Regions from separate parts of the Sus scrofa genome. Here region 2 is linked to region 1. The links are chromatin contacts, called in public HiChIP or PLAC-seq maps. All regions are on one chromosome and are shown on one strand. The core of a region is the stretch at or near the end of the contact, and the rest is flanking DNA. Distances in the headings are between cores, read along the strand shown. Region 1 holds the start of PKIG (cAMP-dependent protein kinase inhibitor gamma). Region 2 overlaps PKIG (cAMP-dependent protein kinase inhibitor gamma).

Region 1 (7,121 bases), core at 2,975-5,474:
AGAGTGTCTAAGATATCTGCAATAAATTGAAGGTCTCTAACTTGAGTTGTTTATATTTCTTGTTTACATTCCCAATTATAATCCTACTAAAGGTAGAAAGCAAATTTACAGGAGACTGTGTTAAGATAAAACCGAAAGCAATTAGGAATCAATGTAATCTAAATAGGACTTTGTTTAACATATTCCAGGTGCTTTGAGAAGAACAGATAGGCATCTTTCAGGGCTAATGCTTCATCTCAAACAAGAGGAAATTAGCAAGGGGTCAAGCCTAAGTAACACAAAGGGAAATTTGGCACTATATGGCTTCAGCTTGCAGAATAGGTGGGCAGGAGCCAGGGTGATCTTTCTATGCAAATCTGATTAAGTCATTTCCCTTCCTTTCAATGGTTTCCCTCCGCTTTCAGGAAAAAGACTCAACTCCTGAACAAAAAGGCTCAGGTGGCTCCCCACCCTTAGTTCCTTCCTCCTCCCCTGGGTTAAGCCCCTTCTCTCCACGGGCCCCCAAGGTTCATCCTCCACTCCTTTCTCCCTTACCTCTTAGCTGTCAACTCCTCCTGATTCTCCTGAAATGTCTCTCAACCTGCACACCCCATTTCATTCCTGCTGCCACTGCCCTAGATCAGGTCTTTTTTTTTTTTTTTTTTTGCATTTTTTTAACCTTTACTTCCCCATCTGCCCATATAGAATATATCCTTATTGCTTTTTCTGATTGCGAAAGCCATTCATGCTCATAAAAAGAAAAATAAAGCAATAAGGAAAGGAATAAAAATCTCCCCATGATCTCATGACACAGACAAAAAGAACTTATCTTTCTGGCACACTCATTATTCACAATAGCCAACAGGGGGAAGCAACCTAAATGTCCATCTATGAAATGAGTAAACAAAATGTGTTCTTACATACAACATATATACAAAATGTGTATATCTATATAATGGGATTATTATTCAGCCTTAAAAAGGAAGGAAATTCTGACATATGACACAGACGAAACCTGAGGACATTGTTAAGTGAAATAAGCCAATCACGAAAAAACAAATATTGCATGATTCCACTTACATGCAGTACCCAGGGTAGTCAAATTCATAGAAACAAAGCAGATGAAGGCTGACAGGTGCTAGAGGGAGGGGGAAATGTGGAGTTGTTTCAGTGGGTATAAAGTTTCAGTTTTGCAAAATGAAAAAGTTCTGGAGGTTGACTGCACAACCATGTGAATATCCTTAACACTACTGAACTGTACACTTAAAAATGGTTAAGATAAATTTGATATTACGGGTATTTTAGGACAATTAAAAAAGCTGTTTTAAACAACTTGTCTTTCTAGACATTTTGCCTATAAATATGGATGTAGACGCCTAAAAAAACAAGAATAGAAACACACTGCAATCTATTTTTCGCACCTAACCATAGGATGTAAACATCTTTCCCATATATATCGTTCTTACCTCCTTTTTTAATGGCTGATAGTACCCATCACATGACTGCATCATAATTTAACCAGTCTGTTTTCAGTCTTTCCACATTATAAAAACATCATAGTCAACATCTTTGCATATTTTCTCATTCTGTCTCATAACAGACACCTGGTTTTTTTTACATGCCCTTCTTCTGGCATCAACGCCCTGATTTCTCCCAAGGAAAAAAATACCTTCTCCTCATGCAAACACCCATCCGGACCTATACCTCCTGACCTCTAGGCAACAGTTACTCTATTTTAAAGTCTATTTCTAGGTGTTTATTTTTCATGTTGCTATTGTCATCTCACCATTCCATTTTCTGACTATGACTGCTGGCATAAAGCTATGGTTTTTGCCTACCTTATGGTTTGCTTATTTTTAACTCGATTCCCTTGAATTTTCTCAGCAGATAATCATATCATATGTAGACAATCATAGCATTTAGGTAGTGATTAAGGGCAAATGCTCTGGGCTCAGGCAGACCTGGATTCAAATCCTGTGTGACCTTGGCCAAGCATTTTTATCTCAATTTCCTCAACCATAAGCTGGGGATTACACTAGTGGCTATCTCCCAGAGTTGTAAAAATCGTCTTATCACCTGAGACCAGTGCATGGAGAGTGCTCAACACAGTATTAGTTCAATAAGTGTCTGCTATCTGATGAGAAGGAACACATAACTTTCCATATGGACATCTTTTTTTTTTTTCTGGTTGCATTACACATTATAAAAGGTGCAGTCCTTTTCAGCAATTAACTTGCTTTCCACGTCTCAAAATTAAAAAAAGAAAAAAAGATGCCATCAGATTCTTTGCAAAGGATCTGTGCTGTGGATCGCATCCACTCTCACAGTCTCTGGAAAGCTGTGCCATCGATTTTTCCCCTTCATCTGTACTTTCTCAGCCTCGCCCTCACTCGCTGGCTCTCTGCCACCAGCATTTAAATCTGCTCGTGTCTCTCTCCTGCTTAAAATGACTTCACCTGATTCCCCACTCTACAGCCTGCCTTCTCTCGCTTCCCTTCACAGCCACACTTCTTGGAGCTGCCTACACCGTCTTTACTTTCTCACATCCCACTCTCTCTCATCCCACTGACATATTACATTGAACCTTTGGAAGTTGCCGATATTATAGATTCCGCCCCCACCCTTTCACCAAATCTGCTCAATTAAAGTGCTTGGTGACCTCTATACTTACTTATGCAAAAGGCACATTTTAGCCTTTAACTTATTTCGCTTGAAATCTCAGCAGCACCGTCCAGCAAAGTTGACCTCTTCCTTGAGCTTTCATTACTACACACTCTTAGCTTTCCTCCCACTTCCCTGGCCATTTTTTCCTGTGTAGTCTAAGTGAATGGTTCTGTCTAGAGTGTGCAACATAGTGGCCCTGAATGATTTGGGCCTCCCCCCCCCAAAAAAAAGCAAAATCTCCCTGAATGGGTCTCTTCCAATATTGATTAAATTCCACTTGTACTGAACTGCTTTTGTCTCCACAAAAGTATCTTTGAATATGTGTGGAATACATGCCACGAGGACATGGCATGTATTCCTTACTACTTAACACAGTGTCTGGCACACAGCAGACACTCAATAAATATTTTTTTGCAAGATGAAAAATATTTTTTTTTGCATAAATGAATAGCCGCAATGTGAAAAACAGCCTGGAGGAGTGATGAGACTGAGAAAAAACAAAAAACCAAACCTCTGATCAAACACACACAATACATATTCATCACCTGATTTAAATCCTTTGGTGCGCCCCACTAGACCCCACAAAGAAGCCCAAACGCCTCAAAACTTACAAGGGCAACTGCTTATCTGTCAAATACAGCTAGCCAGACCACTTCCAATCGGTCTAACCAGGCTGTGAAATCCTTGCAAATGTCCAAGAAGTCTGCATTTTTCACCCCAAGACCTTGCACTGGCTGTTCTCTCTACCTAGAACAGAACGCACTCCACCAGCTTCATCTTCCAGCAGATACAAAGGCAGCCTTCATGTCTCATTTTGGAAGTCATCTTCTTTTGGAATCTCTCTTTGACCATTTTCCACAACCTCATCTCCAGCTATTTAGGTGAACTGACTTCTCTGCATATTCACAATCCCCAGTATGTCAAAAATCAAAGCTGGAACCACAATGAATTCCTATTTATACGGTAAAACTGTGGAGTTCCCTGAGAACAAGATGTCTCATTCACTTTTTTACTCCTGGCCATCAGCCCAGGCCCTGGCACACAATACATGCTCAATGATGGACCTCCTAGTAGTAGTGGTAGTAATAATAAAAGCTCCCAAGGATTGAGGACTCACCTGCAAGAATTTGAAATCTAAATATACTTCATAATTACCATCTAAGACAGGTGCTCTCATTATCCCCATTCTGCAGATGGGAAAACTGATACACAAAGAAATCAATCCTCTCTGGCCCCAGAGTCGCACAGAAGCACGTTCTCTATAGTTCCGAGTTATTCCTCGATCCCCAAATAAGAATGGCTTTTTTTTTTTTTAAGAAACTTTCAAATCAGGCCAACAGCCCCCAAATAAACATCCCAAAGCGCTCTCCACACCAACGCCGAGGGTTAAAGGGCACGAGGGGGCGCCGCCCTGGCGCCGGCAGGGAGCTTAAAGGTCAGGCCCCGGTCTCCTTCCTTGGGGTCCCCAGACTCCCAGCCCCTCGCCTGCTGCGACGAGTCGACGCCGGGAGACGCGCGTTTGGGCCGCGACTACCCTCCCGGCCCCTGCTCACCTGCAGTGCAGCCGCCAGCCGAGCCCGGGCCACCGGCCCGCAGCGCCTCCCTAGGGCCGCCTGGCGCCGGCCGCGCTCAGCGGCGCACGTTGCCTTGGCAACCGGAGCTGCCGCTCTCCCGAGGCTGGCGCTACGGCGGCTCGGAGGGGACCAGGAGACTTCGCGGCCCCGGCCGCTGCCCCCGAGCGGGCGGAGGAGAGAAAGCGGCTGGCAGTTGGGATTTTGAGTGGTGAGAAACCCAGGGTGGGGGCTGGCAGCCTGGAACTTGTCGCCGAGGGAAAAGAGAAGGAAGGAAACGTTGGGTGGAAAGGGGACAGCAGGGCAGGGGCAGGACTTGTGTTTCAGAGCCTGCCTGTGCCTCAGTTTCTCTCTCTGTCACCTGAGATGGAGACTATTCCGGGAAGATTTGGAGCCGCAGGCGGAAGCTTGCTAGACTGGGGATATTTAAAGCCGTGAAAACTGATGTGGGAGGGGTGGCACATGCCTCTCTCTCTAATTTCCAACTTGGTGGTGTGACAAAGAATTTTTTAAAAAATAAAAAACAAAAAAACGTGTTTCTTTGGGCTGACAGTGAGCATGAGATCGCCAGATTTAATTTCAATATGAGAAAAAATTTACTTTAACACCAGCAGTTATATTTTCTGGAATAATCCTGCAGATAATATTGGAACATGAGCATAAAAGGTATTCATTGCTCCATTGTGTATGACAGCAAAAAGGCCGAGACCAGTCTAACCGTCCACCAACAATGGTTAGGTAAATTATGGTACATCCATAAAATGGATTGCCACAAAAAAAAAAAAAATTAAGAGGGACTGAAATAGATGTAGATACAGTTTAGAATAGACTTATCTTCAAGCTACGCATACAGCCATTGACTGAAGGAAAAAAAAAAAAAAAAGCACAACCAAAAACTTAAGAATTATGTTTTATCTGGAGTTCCCGTCGTGGCGCAGTGGTTAACGAATCCGACTAGGAACCATGAGGTTGCGGGTTCGATCCCTGCCCTTGCTCAGTGGGTTAAGGATCCGGCGTTGCCGTGAGCTGTGGTGTAGGTTGCAGACGCAGCTTGGATCCCGTGTTGCTGTGGCTCTGGCGTAGGCTGGCAGCTACAGCTCCGATTGGACCCCTAGCCTGGGAATCTCCATATGCTGCGGGAGTGGCCCAAAGAAACAGCAAAAAGACAAAAAAAAAAAAAAAAAAAAAAAAAAGAATTATGTTTTATCTGGCTGACGAAACTGAGGACTTAAGCCCAGGACACAGCCTCTCAGCTGGTTCTTAGAGACTATTCCGAAGAGATAAGGAAGGAACCAAAATATATGAGTTTTTGCAACAAAGATGACTGTTAATTAAAGAAAACCGGATGGCTCAAGTTAAGGAATTTAGAGCTTTTCTGTGTATGGGAGGATGCAAGATTCTGGGCTCACTGAAATCATTCCTTTGATAAGCACCTTATCTGTCTAGGACCAGTATCCTGCTTCTCTCCATCCGCAGTCCCCTCAGGGTGCACAGCTGGGGGTGACTATCTCCATCCTGAGTTCCCTCAGGGCTCACTGTGCCAGGTGGCTGTAGTGGCTTGATGGCTGCAAAGTCCTTTGTTTACTGCTATGGCAGGCAATATTTTTCACTGCACACAGCAAGAGTCTCCGGACTAGCCCTGTCGTTGCTTCTACTCTATCTTCCAACCCTGCCCCAGTCTTTTTTCCACTCAGTAGCCAAAATGATCCTCTTGAAATGTAAACATGATCACATCTTTCCCCTGTTTAAAAGCTTGAAGTGTGCTGAACAAAATCTGGAGTTACTATGGTCAACAACAGATCCGCAAGTGAACTACTGCCCTGGATGCCTGTTCAGTCCCACCTCTCACCATTTTCTTCTCCATGCTCCAGCCACCAGGCTTTGAGGTTTCTAGGTTAAGCATCCTTCTATCTCAGGGCCTTTCCTCTTGCTGTTCCATGCTGGGACCACTCTTCTTCCAGATATCTCCATGACTTGCATCCTCACTTCCTTCAGATTTCTGCTCAAATGTCAAGTCTTCAAAAAGACCTGCCCTGACTACACTACTTAGAGTCGCAAGCACAGGGAACTAGAGTCAATATTTTGTAATAACCTGAATGAGGGGAAAGAAACCTGAAAAAGAATATTTGTATGCGTGTAACGGAATTGCTGTGATGTACACCTGAAACTAACATGATATTGTAAATCAGCTGCACTTCTGTGAACCAGAGGTTGACAATTGCCATCACATGCCATCTGCCTCTACTTGGATTTAATCATGAGCCACTGCAGCTGCTGACCCGCAGCACCCCCCGAGCAGAGCGCAGGGTGAAAATCAGGAATGAAGCACTCTATGCCCTGGGAAAACTGGAAGAACAGATCCTCAGAGAGTCAGATAGTTTCCAGAGAAGATTTTATGTGCCCAATTCTTGCATCTCCTCATACCTAGAAAAACACTAAAAGCCTTCGTGGTGATGTCTGCTCCTTGTGACTGACAGGAGCCTTCAAGAGACCAGCAGCAAACTTCTGTGATGTGTGTGCCTGGCTGCATGCCCCTCCCCCTCCCCTTTATCACACATGTCCTGATAGTCACTGTTTCCTCTTTGGGCTCTAGTTAAGTGGACAAAACAAAGGATGTCACAGTCATCTGAGAATGCAGCCACCTCCAAGGATGAGCTGATGAGCCCCTAGAGCTGTGAAAACTCAGGATTATTGGCCCCCATAGCTGAGGTGCATATCAAAGACCAGACCTCTTTTGTTCCTGCTACCTGCCCTTTGTTGCAAAAACTCCTACACATCCTAGTTCCCCAACTCACCTCCCAGGAGAGTTTTTCTCAGAGCTACCTGAGATGCTGTCTCCTGGACTTATGTCCTAATGTTGCCCGAAATAAAATTTAACTCTCAACTTTCATTTTTTTAAAAAACGAC
Region 2 (7,121 bases), core at 2,401-4,900, 71 kb before region 1:
AATATAAAAATAGACCCTTTGTGACCAACAGGCTGGAAAGCAAGCTCTCCAGAGAGCCCAGCTTCCAGGCGTGCTTCTCCCTGGGGGTGGGGGCGGCGGCAGAGAAGAAAGTTCTACTCACAAAAGCAGAGTTCCTTCAGAGTCCAGTGGTCCTCAGTCAGAGGGAAGGTGGAATTTCAGAAGCCAGGATTCAAAACGCTTCCCTCCTGACAGTGAGCCAGATGAGCTGACCGGCCAGCGGGTGCAGGCAGGATCTCTCGTGCCCTCTCTCTCCCTCTCTGTGTCTCCTAAATGAAATGCACTTCGAGGTTTTAGTGGGTGTTTCCCACGTCTCAGGCCAAGTAAGTCCCCATCTGTTGTAACCCAATGCTCAGCCCGATGATGTCAACCACTCAGCGCCCTTGCTCAGTTTCCACCTCTCTGTCCGCAGGAGAGATCCATTTCCTTTGGACAATGAGCCGTGGGGGCTGTAACTGCATCCCGGCCGGCACATGTGCCTAACATCCTTCCTTCCATTTTCAACACCGCAGCCTTAGTGACAAAAGGCTTCCTATCTGCTCCCTGGGCCAGCGCTGCCGGTGTAAATCCCTCTGCCTTTAGTCACTGCTGACTGTGGGCTTATCGGTCTGCTGTGCTGCGGTCTAATTCACTTCTTTGGTGTCTAATACACTAGCGAGGGTGGAGAGCTGCCCCCCCACCCCTCCCCATCTCTTTCCTCCTGCTCCATTTTCCAGGTTGTTGATTCCTCCCTAACGTTTCCCAGGTGCATGCTGGACAGCGTGCATAAGACTGTCCCTCACTTGGGGAGATGCCAGGCGCCCACGAGAAAGGCTCAGAAGGAGCGCTGGTCTGCCACTAGGGGAACTAGGTTCTGGTCCCGGTCACACTCCTAACTGAATGAATGGCCTCCAGCAAGCCACCTCTCTCTCTGGACCTCCCTTTCCCCATCAATAACATGAAGGCTTGAGTGTCTTCCGCTTCTAAAATTCAGTGACAGACAAAAGCTTATCAACAAGCGCAACATAAGGAACTTTACTACAAGCTGGCTGATACATGTCAAGGGATGGAGGAGCCCTGAGGGGTCGGAGGTCACAGTTCAAGGTGCCAGGCTCAGCTCGGGCTCCTTCGACCCCCTTTCTGTGGAACTAAACTGTTTCTCAGGCAGAAAATCCCCAAGAATTCACTGAACAAGTCCTGGGGGACATGGCAAGAGGCAGCATAAACTACTAGATAAGATACAGCAGCAAGAGAATTTAACTGTCCTAAGGGACTGATGTGGAACAGTGGCTGTGAGAGAGAGTAATTAGTGCCTCGCATCTGCAGAGTGCTTGATAGGAAAGACAAATAAAGCCTCCCTGCTTTGTGCACAGCGGGAAGCAATGTGACACCACAGTGATTACAGCCATCAACTTGGGAGCCAGAGATGTAGATATGGATCCTTGTGACTTCTCTGAATTTTTTTTTTTTTTTCAGTTGCAAAATGGGAAACCGGGGCCTCCATTTGAGGACAGTGAGAATGAAATAACACAGGTGAGGGAACTGAAAATCTTTGGCGTTAGAGTGATGATAGATGGTAGTGTGCTTGCTGTTGTGTCTAAGCTTCTCTGATTCTCATGTGAGGAGAATGAGGTTCCCAGGAACTGCAGTATTAATCTCCTTTTCCTGGATAGGAAAATGAGACAAAGAGAAGTTCAGTGACATGCCCAGGGTCGCAGAGCTCAAGATGAACGGGCCAGCCTTGGACACGGAGTCTGTTTCGCTCCTCCTTAGGCCAGCACATGGGCCACACAATGGCTGGCGCTACTTCTCAAAATGGTTACTCCCCCAAGCCCGACCCTTATTTCTAAATGGGATGATCTCCACTTTGACAAGCAGGCTAAGCTTCTTAAACCAAGTGGGGAAGGAGTTGGGGAGAGAGTTTTCCTGGGTTCCACCAGGCCTGGGACAGGCAAAGGCAGGCAGTCTACTGCCTGCAGGAATCACTTCTGGCCACTAGGTAAGAGCACGCTAACCTGCTTTTCTACCAAAACTCGGTGTGGCCTGAGGCAAGTCGGGGTTTCAATCGCCCCTCCCCCCACAAGAGGCAGAGCTGATTGACCTCAAAGCTGCCTGGGACCAAGAGCTCTATTGGGAAAGAAGCTATTTACAGATGCGGGGGAGGCCCTGGTAGTTTGTGACTTAACAAGAATTTTAATTAGTTCTCAGAAAACGCTGAGGTTAATCAGAAAACGTCCAAGCAAACAGGCCAGATCCCAAGAGGGAGTCCACCACTTGAAGGCTTTTCTGCAAGTTGCTGAGGGACTGTAGTGAAATTAAAAGAACACCAGGACTTCCCGTTGTGGCACATCGGAGACAAATCCAACTAGGAACCAGGAGGTTGTGGGTTCGATCCCTGGCCTCGCTCAGTGGGTTAAGGATCTGGTGTTGTCGTGAGCTGTGGTGTAGGTCGCAGGTGCAGCTCAGATCTGGCGTTGCTGTGGCTGTGGTATAGGCCGGCAGCTATAGCTCTGATTAAACCCCTAGCCCGGGAACCTCCATATGCCGTGGGAACAGCCCTAAAAAGACAAAAAAAAAAAAAAAAAAAAAAAAAGAAGACCACCAGCCTGGTCAGCCACAGAGAGAGAGAGAGAGCAGCAGGCAAGAGCCTGGAGAGGCCTGTCCCTTCCTGTCGCTGTACCTTCTACCTGCATAGGACCTTGGGCAAGTTAACTGCTTCGGCCTGGTTCCCCAGTATAAAATAAGAACAATAACAGCATTCACCCCCCAAGGTTCTTGTGTGGCTCAAGTGCCTCACATACTACAAATTCAAAAATACTTGGAAAAGGAGTTCCTGTCGTGGCACAGTGGAAATGAATCCTACTAGGAACCATGAGGTTGTGGGTTCAACCCCTGGCCTTGTTCAGTGGGTTAAGGATCCGGCGTTGCCGTGAGCTGTGGTGTAGGTCGCAGGCGCGGCTCAGATCCCAAGTTGCTGTGGCTGGGGTGTAGCTGGCAGCTGTAGCTCCCATTCAACTCCTAGCCTGGGAACCTCCATATGCCTCGGGTGTGGCCCTAAAAAAAAGCAAAGAAAAAAACAAAAAAAACCCAAAACTTGCAAAAACCAGCTGGCACGTCTTAAAGACATTATTTTTAAAAATTCTGACTCAGGGGATGAAGTGACAGCAAATGAGTAAGGTCAAGAATGTCGGGAAGCCAAAAGAAGGGCTGGTGTTTCTGAGGTCAGGGTGAGTAAGGAACAAAGTCCTGGAGCCCAGTCAGGCCGGTTCTCAGCGTGGAGGCCTGGGGGCGGGGTGTTGTGTGGCTGCGCCTTTAGCCTTTATTCTAGAAGGGAGTGGGCGTCAGGAAATGCAGCCTGGCTCTTGACAGGTCAGTTTACTGACATCACCCTCAGCGCTCTGAAACACATTTTGTTTTCTGAACAAAAGTACTAGTAAGGAGCCCATTCTTAAAAACAAAGATAGTGCTTTCTTAAGATTATAACTCTTGCCCTGCATCTGTGGTCCATCTGTGACAGAAGCCACCAAGAGGAAACTCTGACAGCACCAGCACACTCACTCTGTCCTCTCTGACCACGGTGGATGATACACTCTGTGAGACAGGGCCACGCTCTGTGCTGTAAACGCCACTGTACGTCATCCCTACGTGAATCTGCTACAGGAAGTGTTACTCACATTCTCACCCTTTAGTTGTGGAAACCCATGTGCAGAGGCTGAACTGCCTGCTCAGAGGGCCCCTGGGGTAACTGAGGAGGCCTGTGCTCTGAGCTGGGGCTGTCTGGGACCAGGCCTGTCCTCCTCAGTCACTTATTCTACTGCCTTTTATTTTATTTTTTTTAAGGCCGCACTTGTGCATATGTAGGTTCTCAGGCTAGGGGTCCAGTCAGAGCTGCAGCTGCCAGCCTATACCACAGCCACAGCCACACCTGATCTGAGTTGTGTCTGCGACCTACACCACAGCTCAAGGCAATGCCAGATCCTTAACCCACTGAGTGGGGCCAGGGATCAAACCCGAGTCTTCATGGATACTAGTCAAGTTGGTTAGCACTGAACCACAACGGGAACTCCCTTTACTGCTTTTTAAATGCTACCCTGCAGGAAACCTGGCCGTTCCTCACAGCCAGCAGGACCGGTTCCATTTGATGATAAAGGCAACTGTGGTGGCTTCAGAAGCGCAGAGCTGGTCTGAAGGGCTCAGACAGCCCCTTGGCAACAAGGCCTGCCTTTAATTCCCTCCCCCTCAACTCCAGTCTGGAAAGGCTCTCCTACTCTGAATTTCCCTAGCATCTTCTCTCTTAAGAAACTTATCCTTTTCTCCTTCGAGGTATATTTATTTTGGAGCAGCTCTTATTTTGCTGCTAGAATTTGAGCTTCCTAAGTAAAAGCTCTATGTCTAATTTATGAGCATTTTGTACATATTATGAAAGATTTATTAAAATAAAAAAATCTATAACAAAAACTTGTACTGAATATTATCACATGCCAAGCAATATTCTAACTGTTCTATATAAATTATCTCATTTAATCCCAACAAGTTGGGTATACTATCTCCACCTGACACAAGAGTACATTCCAGACACAACACCTGAGTACTTCGTTCAGCTGCTAACTGCTGGAGAGCTACTGAAAGGAGTGTATGAGGGAATAAATTCTGGCCACCACAACCCACCTTCCAGTCCAACACCTGCTGTAAAATGCAATTAACTTTTTACGCTATCAAAAGCAGGCTTCAGCTGTCATGCTATTTCAAACCCTACTTAGTTCCCCTGCCACACAGCTGGAAGGTCCCTGTTTTTTTCTAGCTCTAACTAAAGGAGAAACATATGGACTGCGACTTAATCAAAGCAGATTTTTTTCCCTTCCCAATTAGAATCATACTTGCTTATTGTGGAGCAATAGAAAAGAACAGAAAAACAAGGAGGAAGGACTCCCATCATTCTACCACCAGAAATAACCTATTATCCTCCTGAGGTGTGGACACAGAAAGAACCACACCTGCATTCAAAATGATGGCTGAAATCAGAAACTTAAGTCATTGGGGAGGTGGGGGAGAGGGATTCTATCCTCAAAAAGGATGACAAATGTTTGGTAAACATTGGGGGGAGGAGTTTTGGAGTTGGCTGCTTTCTCTATAGGGTTTGATGCTCTGAGGCTCCACCTCCTGGCCCCCTGGACTGCTACGGACGTGGTATGCCAGCTCTCCACGGGCAGGGGAAGGGAAGCCTGATCCCAGGAAGAATGTACCTGGAAGATGGATGCTCACAGGATACCACGCTGCCCCCACCCCCTCGGGCTTTTCAGCCTTTTTTTTTTTTTTTTTTTTTTTTTTTTGCTTTTTAGGGCCACGCTCGTGGCATATGGAAGCTCCGAGGCTAGAGGTTGAATCGGAGCTACAGCTGCCAGCCGACACCACAGCCATAGCAACATGGGATCCGAACTGCGTCTGAGATGTACACCATAGCTCATGGCAACACCAGATCCCCAATCCACTGAGCGAGGCCAGGGATTGAACCCACATCCTCAGGGATACTAGCCAGATTAGTTTCCACTGCGCCACAAAGGGAAATCCTTTTTCAGCCTTTTTTAAGGCCTGCTTTGCATGAGCAAGAGAGGAGTTTCACCTTTTGTTGTTGTTATTGTTTTAGGGCCACACCTGCGGCATATGGAAGTTCCTGGACTAGTGGTCTCATCACAGCAACACCCGATCATTAACCCACTCTGCCTACACCAACAGCCACGGCAACACCGGATCTGAGCTGTGTCTGTGACCTTCACTGCAGCTTGTGGCAACGATGGATCATTAACCCACCAAGCAGGGCCAGAGATCAAATCTGCATCCTCACAGAGATAATGCTGGGTCCTCAACCCGCTGAGCCACAAGGGGAACTCCAGCAAGAGCTGGGTTTCAGACGGGGCCATTATGGGAGAGACGGCTCTCTTTTCTTGGCGTAATTTTAGACAATCTCAGACTTGTTGATTTTTACAGCTGAAAAGAGGATGTGGTCTCCTCGCTTTTGAGATGGGCACTGCCAGGCCCTGGAAGGCTGAGGATTTCCTGAGGCTGCACACAGCCTGGTGCTCTAAGAGTCAGCAGACCATCCTTCCATGGGTGTGAGGCTCTCTCTGACACTGCACTTTGAAACAAGGCCCCTCCATCTTGCTTTGTTCACTCCTCTCAGCCGCAGACCTCACTTCCTTCTAGAGGCCTTTTCTCTGAGCCAGGTGAGCTCCCCAGGTGTAGGGGTCCCCCGGCACCCTGCACCCTCTATCTCGCCTCTCATAACCCTTAACAGACGTGCTTTTACATACCTGTTACATGTACCGTAAGCTCCATGAGGTCAACAACATGTGTTCCCAGTTCAATGGAACAGGGCGGGACATTTAACAAATTCTTTTTCTTTTAGGGCTGCACTGGCGGCATGTGGAGGTTCCCAGGCTAGGGCTTCAATCAGAGCTGCAGCTGCCAGCCTACACCAGAGCCGAAGCAACTCTGGTTCCTTTTTTTTTTTTTTTTTTTGTCTTTTTTGTCTTTATAAGGCCACACCCGCGCAGCATATGGAGATTCCCAGGCTAGAGGTCGAATCGTAGCTACAGCTGCTAGCCTACACCGCGGCCACAGTAACGCCAGATCCAAGCCGAGTCTTCGACCTACACCACAGCTCACGACAATGCCAGATCCTTAACCCACTGAGTGAGGCCAGGGATCAAACTCACATCCTCATGGGCATTAGTCAAATTGTTTCTGCTGCACCACAACGGGAACCTAAGAAATATTTTCCTTTCTTCTTTCTTCCTTCCTTTCTTTTTCTCTTTCTGCCTGCCTGCCTGTTTTTGTCCTTTTAGGGACCCACCCACGGCATATGGAGGTTCCCAGGCTAGGGGTCTAACTGGAGTTGTAGCCTCTGGGCTACGCCACAGCCACAGCAACTTGGGATCTGAGCAGCATCTGCGACCTACACCAAGCTCACGGCAATGCTGGATCCTTAACCCACTGATCGAGGCCAGGGATCAAACCCATGTCCTCATGGATGCAAGTTGGGTTCGTTAACTGCTGAGCCATGACGGGAATGCCCTCAACAACTATTTTCTAAATGTGCACATGTGACCCCAAATAGTCCAGGCTTA

Evidence for each region. HiChIP or PLAC-seq counts read pairs in DNA pulled down with a chosen protein or histone mark.
Region 2: an H3K27ac HiChIP or PLAC-seq map of skeletal muscle shows a contact between it and region 1. The contact joins the enhancer-like site here to the promoter of PKIG in region 1. A contact is called at or near these places in 1 of 5 promoter capture datasets (fetal liver), 8 of 47 Hi-C or Micro-C datasets (embryonic fibroblasts, fetal heart ventricle, fetal skeletal muscle and 5 more) and 1 of 2 datasets of contacts at active chromatin or transcription factors (skeletal muscle).

What each region holds. Positions count from the first base shown.
Region 1 is chr17:46,930,609-46,937,729 of Sscrofa11.1, reverse strand. It overlaps PKIG (cAMP-dependent protein kinase inhibitor gamma), which reads right to left and starts at 4,224. Exons shown (of 5, transcript NM_214371.1): 1 at 4,197-4,224.
Region 2 is chr17:47,001,215-47,008,335 of Sscrofa11.1, reverse strand. PKIG (cAMP-dependent protein kinase inhibitor gamma) reads right to left here. Exons shown (of 5, transcript NM_214371.1): 2 at 122-287. LOC106506688 (a long non-coding RNA gene) reads left to right here. Exons shown (of 4, transcript XR_002340045.1): 3 at 1,474-1,530; 4 at 4,095-4,180. Among named protein-coding and RNA genes, the nearest start is that of ADA, 67 kb to the left of the region's middle. Within about 2 kb of position 3,650, at least 46 of the 83 cell types and tissues checked have an H3K27ac peak or open chromatin away from gene starts, as enhancers often do. A contact at or near this core is called in embryonic fibroblasts, fetal liver, retroperitoneal adipose tissue and 2 more, where this site is marked.